Regions from separate parts of the Arachis hypogaea genome. Here region 2 is linked to region 1. A link is a contact called in public Hi-C data. All regions are on one chromosome and are shown on one strand. Each heading gives the region's core, a stretch centred on a gene start, on an enhancer-like site or on the middle of the called end of the contact. The rest is flanking DNA. Distances are from core to core; before and after follow the strand shown.

Region 1 (6,331 bases), core at 1,705-4,204:
AGCAGAATTTTATAATTATACAAAGCTCCTGAAATCATCAACTAATGAAAGCATATGACAAGCAAAAAGGCAAGCATATGACAGAAACAGAAATCTCTGTGCTGCATAAACACTTGCTAAACAAACCAAATAAGTACTCGAGAAGAAGAGATATCCACGCCGCATTTCGACATTATCAAATAAATTAAAAAAATTATTGTAAACCGGTTCAGTAGGTAGTATCCTGTGTCTTTCAACCAATTAGCAACTTGTTCTCTTCCAAGAAAGTATATGTTGGTACCTCCAGATTGTATGGCGCTGGTCCCTTCCTAATTCTGCCAGATATATCATAATGTGAACCATGACAGGGGCAAAACCAGCCACCAAAGTCACCAGCATTTGGCAAGGGGATACAACCCAAATGTGTGCAAACCCCAATCACAATGAGCCACTCAGGGTTCTTGACTCTCTCCGCATCCTGCTGGGGATCGCGAAGAGATCCAACGTCAACACTGTTTGCCAGCTTAATATCATCTTCCGTCCTATGCCTGATGAACACAGGCTTTCCACGCCACTTAACAGTCACAGTGGTGCCTGGCTCAATGCTGGAGAGATCAACTTCAAGTGAAGCCAGAGCAAGAACATCCTTACTCGCCGACATACTGAGCACAAACTTGAGAATAAGGAGACGCACCAGAGAGGCATAGACAAATCTGCCACCTGTTAGGACAAAGTAGGCAAATGCCCTCTTGCTTGGGTCACCAGGAGGATATCGTTCATGATTGTGTTCATCGTATACGATCTTAGAGGAAGGGTTTTTTACAGCAGCGACAGTTGCTGGAATTTCAGGAATAATGCTGTTTTCGTTTGCATGGACTGGCAATCCAGTAGCAAAACCTGGGTACAGATTGAAAATAAATTATCGAGTCGCATTAATTTGGCTAAGATGTTAATAAACCAAACCCTGGAAAATAAAAAAGAAGGCAAGCCTTCAATAACTATAGCAAAACCCAAACTGTGACGGGTACATGGTACTGCTAAATGGTTGCCATAACCATATTGTCACAATGGCACTGGGTACTGTCCTTACTGGTACCGGGAATAGATGCCCAAAATTCACTTATCTTTTTGCACACACTTTAAAATTCAACACATGCACAATTGAAAGCACAATACTCAGTCAAATAATAAACTACATAATATTTACCAATCAATCTCAATCAGCTTCACTAATGACCTTTTCTTTCTTTCTCCTTTTCTTTTCTTTTTATTTTTATACCTTTTAATATTTGTAAGTGAATAACACGCTTTCATTATGAATTATTGAACCACAGAAACAGTTCCACGGAAGCCTAACTTATGATTAACAGAACTCTTGAATAAACAACCTTTTGTGAGCTATTGAACTAGTGATATCGGAGGGGCAAATAATAGGATGGCAGCCAATTTCATTATGAATTATTGAAGCAGTTATGGGGACGCCTAACTCAACAATAACAGAAATTATTGATTAAACAATCTCTTGTGAACTATTCAACTAGTGATATACTGATACAGGAAGGGCAAATCATAAGATGGAACACAATTTGGTTATGTACTATTGGATCAGTTCTGGGGAAGCCTAAACTTATGAATAATGAAATTCTTGAATAAACAATCTCTTGAGAACTATTGAACTAGTGATATAGGAAGGGTAGATCATAGAATGGCACAAACAAATACCTTACAGCATACACATATAACAATCATGAAGATAATCAAGCCCCAATCAGAGCACAAACACTCAACTGCATGATTTGAATTACATAAAGTTCAGAATTAGAAATGGAATTTACTAGTTATTAGCAGCACAAATAGATGTATACACAGTCTGGGAGTAATTTGTTTAAGATTGTAGTTCATGTACAAGCTACTCTCGATTTTAGAAAGAAAGCTCCCCAGTTGGTATGTTCTATACTTCCATAATTTTTCATTGGTAATGCAATCTCTTATACATTCATGTCACTTGATGTTTTTAATATATCCAGAGCCTATATTACAACTAAATGTGTCACTCTAGTTTCCACTAGAAATGATGTATAATAACAACAAAACCAACAATGAAGCATAATCTGTTATACTTCAGAAGAACAGCATACTAGACTTGGGCAAATTTTGCTACTTATATATTCACTCAATATAACACTCTTGAAAAGCTTTTGGTAAGAAGATATTTTCAACACAACATGATAGTTCAAATGCTCGGTGGATTTAAATTCTATGCAAGACATGTCTCGCTGCCCTGAAATCAAAATTCAAAATTCCAAAAGAAGAAAAATACGAGCACTATTCAACGCCATCTTTTATCCTTCTGTTCTTTGGGCACAAAATAGCACGTGTAGAAGAACACCACCACCAACAATCACTACCACCCCCCAAATCCCAAACAAATGTCCGATTGCAATCAGCAAAAAACACGCTCACAATACATAAACTTCGAATCTAGACACCAACCAAGAACGAGTTAAATGATTTGCGTAAAGCAACTACCGATACTACGATATGGCGAATAACAATAAAATCAGGTTGGCGCATAAGCACATAAACATACCGAACAGACAAAAGCATCAAATCAAGGGCACGGGGCAGAAATAATCACAAATCAACTTGTCTGGTCTCTTTTGATTTGGAGCTGAAACAAAAATGTATATGGAAAGGGAAAGGGAAAGAGGGAGAAAACCCTAACCTCGGAATGGGAGAAAGAATTGGGGTTGGGGAGCGGATCCGCGATCGTGGGAGTCATAGTGAGGGGCGATGGGGTTCCGAGAGACGAAGGCAGAGGCGGCATGGTTAGCTCTCCATGAAGACGATGACAGAGAAGACAACCTCTTTGCTGCAACCCTCAACATCTTCCTGCGATTCTTTTTTTTCTACTGATTTCCTCCCTTTTCACTTTTGCTGCCTCTATTCTGTGGAAAGAGGCGATGGGTCCCCATGATTTGGGATTTAATAATGGTTAGTTTGGATTGGTTATGAGAAAATTACTTATTTTTTTATTTTTTTAAAGAGTAAACATTTAATTAGTTTTGTCCATTTTTTTGAACGATAAAGCGGTTTTTGTTTAAAAAAAAGACACTTCGATTCTTAATTTTTTTAATTTTGAGATAATACGATCTTTCTGTTAAAAAATTTATTAAATAATAATAAAAATTAATTATTACTACTACTACTATCTTCTTTATCCTCGTTATTATCACTCATACTTCTATTATTTTTATTCTATAACTATATTTTATCATCATCATTATTTCTTCTATTGTCATCATTACTAATACTAATATTGTTAACATTAAAGTTCTCCTCTTTTATTTTTTATTTAATGTTATTTTTTTCTTTTAAAAAGATAGAATTATAATGTGATTAATCTAGTCACGTGAACTAAAGAATAAATTTTTTATTCGGTCTCACAAATTTTAATGTTGAATAATCTTGTCTTTCACTATTTTCTTTTTCCATTATAATTGAAAAATAAAAAATGAAAGAAGAAAACTTTGATGTTGATAATATTAGTATTAGTGATGATGACGGTAAAAGAGATAATGATAATGATAAAGTATAGTTACACAATAAAAATAATAAAAGTAGGAGTGATAATAATGAAGATGAAGAAGATAATACTAGTTCTGGTAGTAAGTAGTTATATTGTTAAAAAGAATTTTGTGGGGATTTAAAACCTCCCACCAAACTAATTTTTATTATTATTTAATAATTTTTTTTAACAGAGAGATCGTATTGTCCCAAAATAAAAAGGTTGAGGATCGAAATGTTTCTTTTTTTATAGAGGTCGCTTTGTACTTTGTAAAAATGGACAAGGACCGCATTGAGTATTTACTCTTTTTTAAAAAAAAATTTAATAGATAAAAATTATTTTATATATAGATAATTTTTTAACTATGAAGTATGGCGTTGAGTTATTGTGTTTATATATCGGGCACACTTCGAACATTACGTTCATCGATACTCATTCGATACACATGTCTGCTATATTCAATTATGTTTTCATAAAAAATAAAAAAGTTTTTTTCAGATATACTTAAACACACTTAAATACCATCACGTGTTAGCGTATACAGCTTTATTCTTAACATGTATTCTTAAAATGAGTTTAGAAATAATATATATTATTATTTATTAAAATAAAAAATATTTTAAATACTTTATATAGCTAAAAGAAGACATTAAAAACAGTTAAAAAGTTATTTTATTTTTTAATATTAATAAAATATGAAAATACCATTGTAATTTATCCAAAAAATACTTTATATTTTATATATATGTCCTGTTCCCGTGTCTTATAATATTTTAAAATTTGTGTGTCCGCGTCCCATATCCGTGTCGGTGTCCATGTATCATAACTTTTTAAAAAGAGCTTTTAAGTATTAAGTGTTTGTTTGGGTGCTATTATCTTGATTAAAAAAAATATCTTTTTTCAATGAAAAAATGTCTTTTTTATTTTTTAGCGTGTTTGGCAAATTTCTAGTAGTAAAAGTAAAAGTATTAGAAAAATAAAAATAAAAAACATCTTTTTTGAGAAGCTGTAATTTACATCTTTTTTTTAAAAGATCTTTTTTCTTTAAAAAAAGATATTTTTCATGTAATAAATAAACAAAAAGTACTTTTATATTGTTATACCCAAACATAATTGATAGATGAAAAGATCTTTTAAAAAAAGAGAACTCAAAAAAAAAATTTTAGAAGTTCACCCAAACAAGCCCTAAACGTCTTTTGCTTTTTTTTAAAAATAAGGTATTGCTAGCTTTTAGAAAAAGTAATTAATTTGCTTTTTTAATAAAAATACTTTGTTTAAAAGATGTATCCAAATAGGTTTTAAATTGAATAAAAGTATTTTATTTAAAAAAAGGTACTTTTTTATTAAAAAAACTAATCCAAACTAGCACTAAGTTAGCTACAAAAAAAAAAAGCTGAATAGAAGAAACAACTAAATAAAAAATGTCAAATAAAAAGTTCATGTTTAAAACTATTGTAAAAGATAATAATAGAAGTGTCAATTAGAGCACGATATTTAAAACGATCTAATTTTCAGCATGTCATGACTAATGATAGTCATTAAGTATTACTATTTAGTTGACTTTAAGACTCTTAGACTATATATTAGTTATATTAATATGAGTGAGCCTGCAGCATGCGTTATAATAATAAGTAAACCAAGTCTATTGATATTAGTACAATAGTTAAGCATATAACATATTCATGATAAAAACAAAAACGTATAGATAAATATATCACATAAGTGTCGGAAGGCTAAGTTTCATACAATGTGATCTAATAGCTAATAATCCATCACAAGTTTCACTGATATCATTGATTCTAGCACTGCATCGAATCACTCGGGATATATGGACCGCATATCGAAAGAAGACTCTGGCTCGAGCTCCATCAAGTATAGTGACTGAGGAGGAAAAGAGAAGTTAAAACCTCTCGGATGTAGCTCAAACAGTAGAAAATCGTACGGCACATCAGGATCAAACTTCTGACTAAAAAGAGAGTGAGAGAAAGGTCTCTCAAAAAGAACATATGGGCAGGAGTGAACATCGTTCCATATGGTTGTCCCACCCCATAGGAGGTCCAAGTAGTAGTACGGTGCAGAGACCTCAAAGAAGATGATTCTTGATCCCATTTGCAGAGTGGGAAAGAAGGTGGGTGAGAACCAAAGATTTCCAGCAAGCTAATACAGAAAATAGAGAGATTTCATACTAAGTCTCGATTTTGTGAAAAATTAAACATTTACATACTAAGTCTACGTTTATTGAGGTCATTCCGATAAAGGACACATACAAGCAGTAAATCAAGTAGATAACAGAATATAATTAGCAAACACAAGCACGTAATTTCAGTCAGCAAGAGAATGCACAATAAGATATGATGCGAATTTGTTCCTATCGCAGGCCATGAGCTCATGCGTCAGTTGACTACACACAACTCAACGTTACTCAACCCTAAATCCAGATATGGTCACTCAACTGCATACAATCAGGATATGTGCCTCACGAGAATTGTCCTTTTGTATACAGTCATGGCACTTGGCATATAGCCCTTAATATGAATACAGTTGAAAAACTCTTCATATGGTGGGCGACCTATGCCATACAATTACTGGCTAAACGGTATAGAATTTCACACTACTAGGCAGCCCTTAAGCACTTTGGGGTTTACGTTTCTCTTTAGGACACAATATAATGATTATTGAAGGGCCCTTTTGTCCTTGATCCTTTAAGAAATGTGAAGTGCTCCTTGATATAGTGGTGTAGGAATGCATGAAACAAAGCTAGTTTTCTCTTTTTTTCTCACTTAA
Region 2 (6,814 bases), core at 1,346-3,845, 200 kb before region 1:
AGCAACCATTTCACCTCGAGAAAAGAACTGATGTCCAGCTTCAATACCTGACATTAATAGAAAAGTTCAACCCATATCAAAATAAGGAAGTAATCACAATAGGAAATTATGATAATCAATGACTTATAAGAAATAACTCCTACCTGGTTTGATACATAGAAAATAAAAAATAACACTGTTATTATGGCAAATGACAAAAGACATGAAAACACAAGAAGACAAAACCACAAACCTGGAAGGTCACCAATTCTTTTCTCGGGGTACAAAATCTCATTATTCGTCATCATCTGCCGAAAATCCCAATTTTCAAGGTAATGTCAAAAAATAAGATGTAGGATTGCACAGTAAAATTTAATCAATATCGTTTAATCAAAACCAAGCATCGTTCCAACTTAGTAATAAAACCCAACATGATAAATCACTTGGAGAAAGAAAACAACTTTTGGCATCTATAATGCAGAAAAGGGGGAAGAGGCACTAGAAATAAAAGAACTGGAACCATATAAGGCAACAATTTAAATAAAATGAAAAAACGAAAAACACAACTACTACAAACAAGAGACGAATAAAAGCTAGCTCTAATGCCATGTTATTGATGAAATCAAGAAGGCAATTTTTATACTAGATCATCATATTTCAATATAATGTCATTATACTTAAATTAAGATGTCAATAAAAAACAATCAAGTCACTGAATTCTGACTTACCATGGATAGTGCCTTTAGATCAGGTCGCTGATGAGTTTTCTTAACTTCAAGTGGTCCCGCTTTCTATACAGATAAACATGTCAAATTTATCACATTAAAAGAATTCAGTAAAGCATTCAGATTTAATTAAGTATACCAGGAATAGGACAATGATAAAGTAAACCCTCAAATTGATCCATGGAATTCTGATGTTTAAAAGATTACCATTCTCATTTTAGTGAGCAACACTTTTTTTGGTCAAATAAGTTTATTCCTGTTAGAAAAATCAGTCACTAGTATCATATTCAAATTATTCTCTAACATATTGAATTTAACTTAGAAAAATGCTAGGGGACCATCAGAAATTGTTTTTTGCCATCACTTAGTCATCAACTCAATCCCTTTAGTCTAGTTCCTTTAGTCTAGTAATTCAACAACATATTTTATACCATACTTTTAAACATTGATTACTAATTAATGGCTAAAAACAATAAATTCTACTATCCCTCTAGCATTCCTCTTTAACTTAAAGGACTATTGTTATCATTGTTTGCAAACAACCTATGTCCGCCATGAAACCAGGGACTCAGATAGATAAGAGAATCCACAAGTAACAAGTGATTAACGAGAATCCAACCTTCGATTTTGAAGACTTTGACTTCTTAGCAGCTTCAGATTCAGCCTTCGCTTTCCCACACCTCTTCTCTTCCTCCTGTAAATACCAAAAAGATGCTCAAACAAGAGCTATTACCACTGACTATTCCTCTAACAAACTAAAATGAAAGCAGCTACAAGCAAATTATAATATTTCTACCGGAATTCACCATTACCCACACAAATGCAAACAACAGAGAAGCAACAAAATCAGCAGCAGCAAATTCAGAACCAATAGAACTAACCTGAACAAAATGAAGGTAATGCTTGTTGTAGACCCTAATAGTCTCCTTCACCCTTAAGGCAGCTCCTTTATTTTCAGCAGAATTAGCCACAGCATTCTCAGAATCCCCTACTCCATTTTGATCCTGCATAAACGGGCGCCTATTCGGCTTCTTCGCCAAGGAAGAAGCAACACCTCCCTCTCCCTCGCCAACACCATCCTCGTTTCCGCTGCCATTGTTCCCCTTCTTTGGGGAAGCAACGCCAACAACAACCTCTCCCTCTCCCAAGTACTCCCCATTCCTCACGCGCTTCTTGCTCCACTTCTTCGCCACTTTCACACGTTTCTCCTCTTTTTCTTTCTCTTCTTCTACTACCACCGCTCCACGGCGAGCATGAAGCTCCTCCTCGGCCTTCTGCTTCGCCGCTTGGATTCTCGCACTGGCTCTGCGCTGCACCGACATGTCCTTCGCCACGTTCTTCTTCTCTACCGTTTCGTCACTGTTCCTCGCCGGCATTTCGAAATCAGAGCTCTTTTCCGTCTTCGGAACCATCGAATATTGAGAATAAACGCCGCCGAGCACGATTGAGTTCTGAATAAGCGCAACTGCACCTTCAACCTGCAAGCATGCAAATCTGCAAGACAGAAATGAAAACGAGAAAAACTAAAATCAATACCGAAATGCAAGAAACTCAGAGCAGTGATCGAGAAGATAAACACCGAAACCATTGAAGATTTTACGAAATGAGCGAAAAACCTCGAAGTGTAGCTTGGATTAGAAGCTCCTAGGGTTTGGGGAGAAGGAAAGAGAGAATGCAGAGAGAGTGTTGTCAAGGGAGAGAGAAAACGAGAAGACGCAATGTTTCGTCCCGTGTTATTAATAATAGGCTCCACTGTCCGAGAACTAGAGTGGACTGTGGACTCTTGAAATTCTTTTTCAAATTAATTTTATTTGTTTTTTTTTTTCTTTTGGTTATTTTTCTTTTGGTTGCCTTTTGGATTCCCGCTTCGGACTTTGATTTCCCTCCTCGTAAGCACACACGAATGGTAACGCGTGTTTGAAATATACGATTCGGAAATAATAAGACAAAATGATTCAATATTTATTATTGTTTTTGTTTTTGTTATTACTTATTACTTATTACATTACATTTAGCGTAAAACAACAAAAATGCATTAGAATTATTTTATCACTGATAAAAATATTTTGAATTTTATTATTAGTAAAAATATTCGTAAATAATTTAAAAATATCAGTCATTGTCAAAGACATGCTTTTTTAATAAAAAAAAAATGTGACTGACTAACAGAATATTTTATATAATAAATGAGATTCTGATATTCTCTAATTGACACATTATTCTTTTTTTATTAATATAAAATATTTCAGTTTATAAAAGTGTATTTTTATTATATTTTTAAATAATTTAAAGATATTTTTATTAATAATAAATTTTAAAAATATTTTTATTAATAACAAAATAATTCAAGTACATTCTTATTAGTTTACCCTATTATATTATATTAATCTTTTAGTTACTCCAATGTTCTTAGAAAATTGTTAACAAATTAATTTTTTATATATTATTAGATAATAAAATTAATTGTACAAGCATTTAGCATATGAATAAACTTTTTTAAATATTTTATTTGAAAATATCGCATTTGAAAAACACTCTAGATATTCATCTTTCTATCAAAAATATATTAATCTTAAATCATAAAATTAAATACATATTAATTGTTAAAAGTAAAAAAAAAAAACACATTAATCAACTTTCTTTATATGTTCCAATCTTAGAGATATTTATCTACTTTTTATTTCTATATTTTTAAAATATCAAAAAATTGTTTATTATCAATATTAGATATTTCTCTTTCTTCTTCTAAAATGAGAAAATTAATCAAGTAAAAAAGTGAAGATTACCCTTAAACTAAGATAGTGAAAATTATAAATTTAATAGTAATTAACTACTTACTTTAATATTTTACAATTCTTCTCATGTTAAAAAAAATTTCTCTTTTTTTATATGTATGTCACTAAACATTATGCAACCACACATTTTGCATTTGATTACGAAATTAACTTTTTCTGATCAAAACTAATTTTAATAGGAGAAACACTCATAAATAAATAATATGCTTTATTATTTCAACAAATTATTGAGATATTTTATTAATCTCTTTTATGATTTAGAGTTGATTATTAAAATACATATATAATACAAAATTCTTAATTTGACTATCAGATATCAAAAGTGAGAAAAAGAAAATTCACATGGATAAAATTCAACTAAATAAATCAATTTTTTTATCAAATGCAGAAAATAAATTATTTGGATTTAAACAAATTATGAAAAAAGTAACTCGGTATTTATTTTTGTAAAATAATTATTAAATTCTTAAAGTTATTAACAACCACTTGATAAAATAACTTAATTTAAAAATGGTACAAGTTTGAGATTTTTTGAATTTTGTATCTTAATCTTCTTTGTATTATAAATATATTATCTGTATTTAAAACATAAATATTCTAATGACTATCAGAAAATAATAAAATTTCATTGAGCAAAAGAGGTCAACCAGGACAAAGTTAGGCCATATTTGAAGGTGGTCAAATCTTATGCGAAGGAAAAATAATAGTCATCAATTAGAGGATGAGAAAAAACTATTAGAAAGTATATTTGAGTAATTAAATTATTTTAAATTTTTTTCAAAATGTGTTGTTAAAAAACTTTTGTATATGATATAACCTTTGTATAATATATACTGATATATGGCAAATTAAAAAAATATAATAATAAAAAAACTTGTGTTTAAAATATTTTTTACTTATAAACTAACTTAATTTTTATTTTAAAAATAAATAAGAGTCTCATTCAAATAAAAAACTAACCAATAAAATTTGAAAAGAGAAGCAGTTTAGGATTTTTTTTTGGAGTAATTAACCTCCAACCCCTTTATTTTCAATACCTTTAATTAAAAATGTCTATATATTTATTAATGAATTAAAAATTTGGTAACGAGGCAACAGTTTAAAAGAATAACCAAATTCTCAAAGTAATATTCAATTTTGTCTTTAAATTTATATATGAGCCTTAATTTATTTTTTAAAAATTTAATTATTTTTATTTAGTTTTTAAACTTTACGAACATAATTTATGTTAATTTTTAAAACATTTTTTAACATACAGACAATAACAGAATATTGTGGTAAACAGTTGAATGTCATATTAGATTCTATAAAATAATGTCGTTTTAATTTTAACACTCAAATAATTCAAAAATAATATTTAAGTAGTGTTTATTAAAATTTTAATTATCTAACAAAATAAGTGATATAACATCGTATTTAGATTATTTAAATGTCAAAATTAAAACTATATTTTTATCAATTTTAACATAGTATCTAACTGTATATATCGCTTCATTAATATTTTTGTACTGAAATCATCCTAAAAACTAATGTGAAGTATATTTATAAAATTTAAAAATCATATAAAAAACAATTAAAATTTTAAAAATTAAATTAAAGTTTATATACAAAATTCAGGAACTGAATATTAACTCCAAATTTTCATAATTAATTACAATTTTGGGGGAGGCCACCGCTGTTTTAGCAACACACAGTTTTGTCCATGATGTCAACTATCATTTATACTTTGTAATTATTACTTGGCCACTTTAATCAACGTCATGATATTTATAATTTATTGCTCACTTCTTTATGATGGTTGAGACAATTTATTAACAACTCTCAATATATTTTTCATCACATATAAATTAAATATAAATTCAAAATATATCAAACCAAACAACATTAAATTTTTAAATAGAAATTTCATGATATATGTTTGCAAAAAAATTTTAGTTGATAACTCTTTTTTCAAATAAGCTTATCTAATTTTATCTTCATCAATTAGTTCATAAATTAAAATCTTAGATCAATCTCTAAGATTAGCTATTAAGATTTTTCTATTGAATCCTAAGAATTTTTTATTGAAATAAACTAATCGAATGATTAGCCATGCGGTAGCTGTGCCTGGTATTTTTCATCCGAGACGAGAAATCTGACAGTTGATTAGTCGTACAGAAATCGTAGAGGACTATTTTCATTGAGAGGACGGGAGGTATCCATTGATAACGATGATCCCCAACATACAGCTTGCCATGGAAAGGAGTATGAATGATTGAATGAAAACAGTAGGAAAGTAGAGATTCAGAAGGAAGAACGCATCTCCATACGCTTATCTGAAATTCCCACCAATGAATTACATAAGTATCTCTATCTTTATTTTATGTTTATTTATCTTTTAATTATCAAAACTCTATAACCATCTGAATCCGCCTGACTGAGATTTATAAGATGACCATAGCTTGCTTCAAGCCGACAATCTCCGTGAGATCGACTCTTACTCACGTAAGATATTACTTGGACGACCCAGTGCACTTGCTGGTCAGCTGTGCGAAGTTGTGAAGAGACGTGTGAATCATGGTATTGTGCACCAAGTTCTTGAAGTCATGCCTCGTGATAACAATTTCGTGCACCAACAATATACGCGATGCAATCACTCCCCATTGTTTTGCAATCTCGCGTATGCGGACACAGTCTCGCATACGCAAGCCCCATATTTTAGCCAAAAATGATATTTTTGAATGTTAAGTCAATGCTCTATCTTTTTGAACCTCGCTTACACTTGTTTAAGGTCCGTTAGTAAGTTTTTAAGCCTTAGAATAAGGATGAGTTCGTTAAATACGAAGGATAAGACATTTGGAAGAGTTTTGTGAAGTGTTAACTGAAATAATGAAGGGTTGGTTGATTGAGGAAGTGCGGAATATTGAGACTATTATGAATGAAGGCTAACTTGATGATGATTGATTAATATTGAATGAATATGATAAATGGGACATGATTGAGGATGAGTATGTTTATGTTTTCTCTCTATTTGTAAGGTGTGTCGGACACTATATTCTATAAGTGTGATGGACACTATATCCCAAGAGTGTGGGAGTATTTTACCCTGGGAAGTGTGTCAGGGACTATATCCCATGAGTATGGCCGACATTATATCCCAAGAGTATGGGAACACTTTATCCCGGAAAATGCGACGGACATTATATTCCGAGAGTGTGACGGGTACTATATCTTAAGAGTGTAGAGGCATGTCAGAGAAACGATATCCGAATTAGCTACCGGATGTGTCGGATTCTGGCAAGTAATCTACACGTGAGCTCACGGCCAGTAAAAAAG

The links. A called contact is a pair of places that touch in the nucleus more often than the background predicts.
Region 2: a Hi-C map of leaf shows a contact between it and region 1, with 1.8 times the contacts expected there. The contact joins the promoter of LOC112697097 here to the promoter of LOC112697090 in region 1. A contact is called at or near these places in 2 of 8 Hi-C or Micro-C datasets (both in leaf).

Annotation. Positions count from the first base shown.
Region 1 is chr6:98,615,224-98,621,554 of arahy.Tifrunner.gnm2.J5K5, reverse strand. It overlaps LOC112697090 (cytochrome b-c1 complex subunit Rieske-4, mitochondrial-like), which reads right to left and starts at 2,954. Exons shown (of 2, transcript XM_025750094.3): 1 at 2,705-2,954; 2 at 1-876. The coding sequence starts at 2,867. The coding sequence ends at 233.
Region 2 is chr6:98,817,943-98,824,756 of arahy.Tifrunner.gnm2.J5K5, reverse strand. LOC112697097 (histone-lysine N-methyltransferase, H3 lysine-9 specific SUVH4) reads right to left here and starts at 2,595. Exons shown (of 16, transcript XM_025750104.3): 1 at 2,321-2,595; 2 at 1,586-2,198; 3 at 1,324-1,398; 4 at 708-770; 5 at 233-287; 6 at 1-47. The coding sequence starts at 2,116.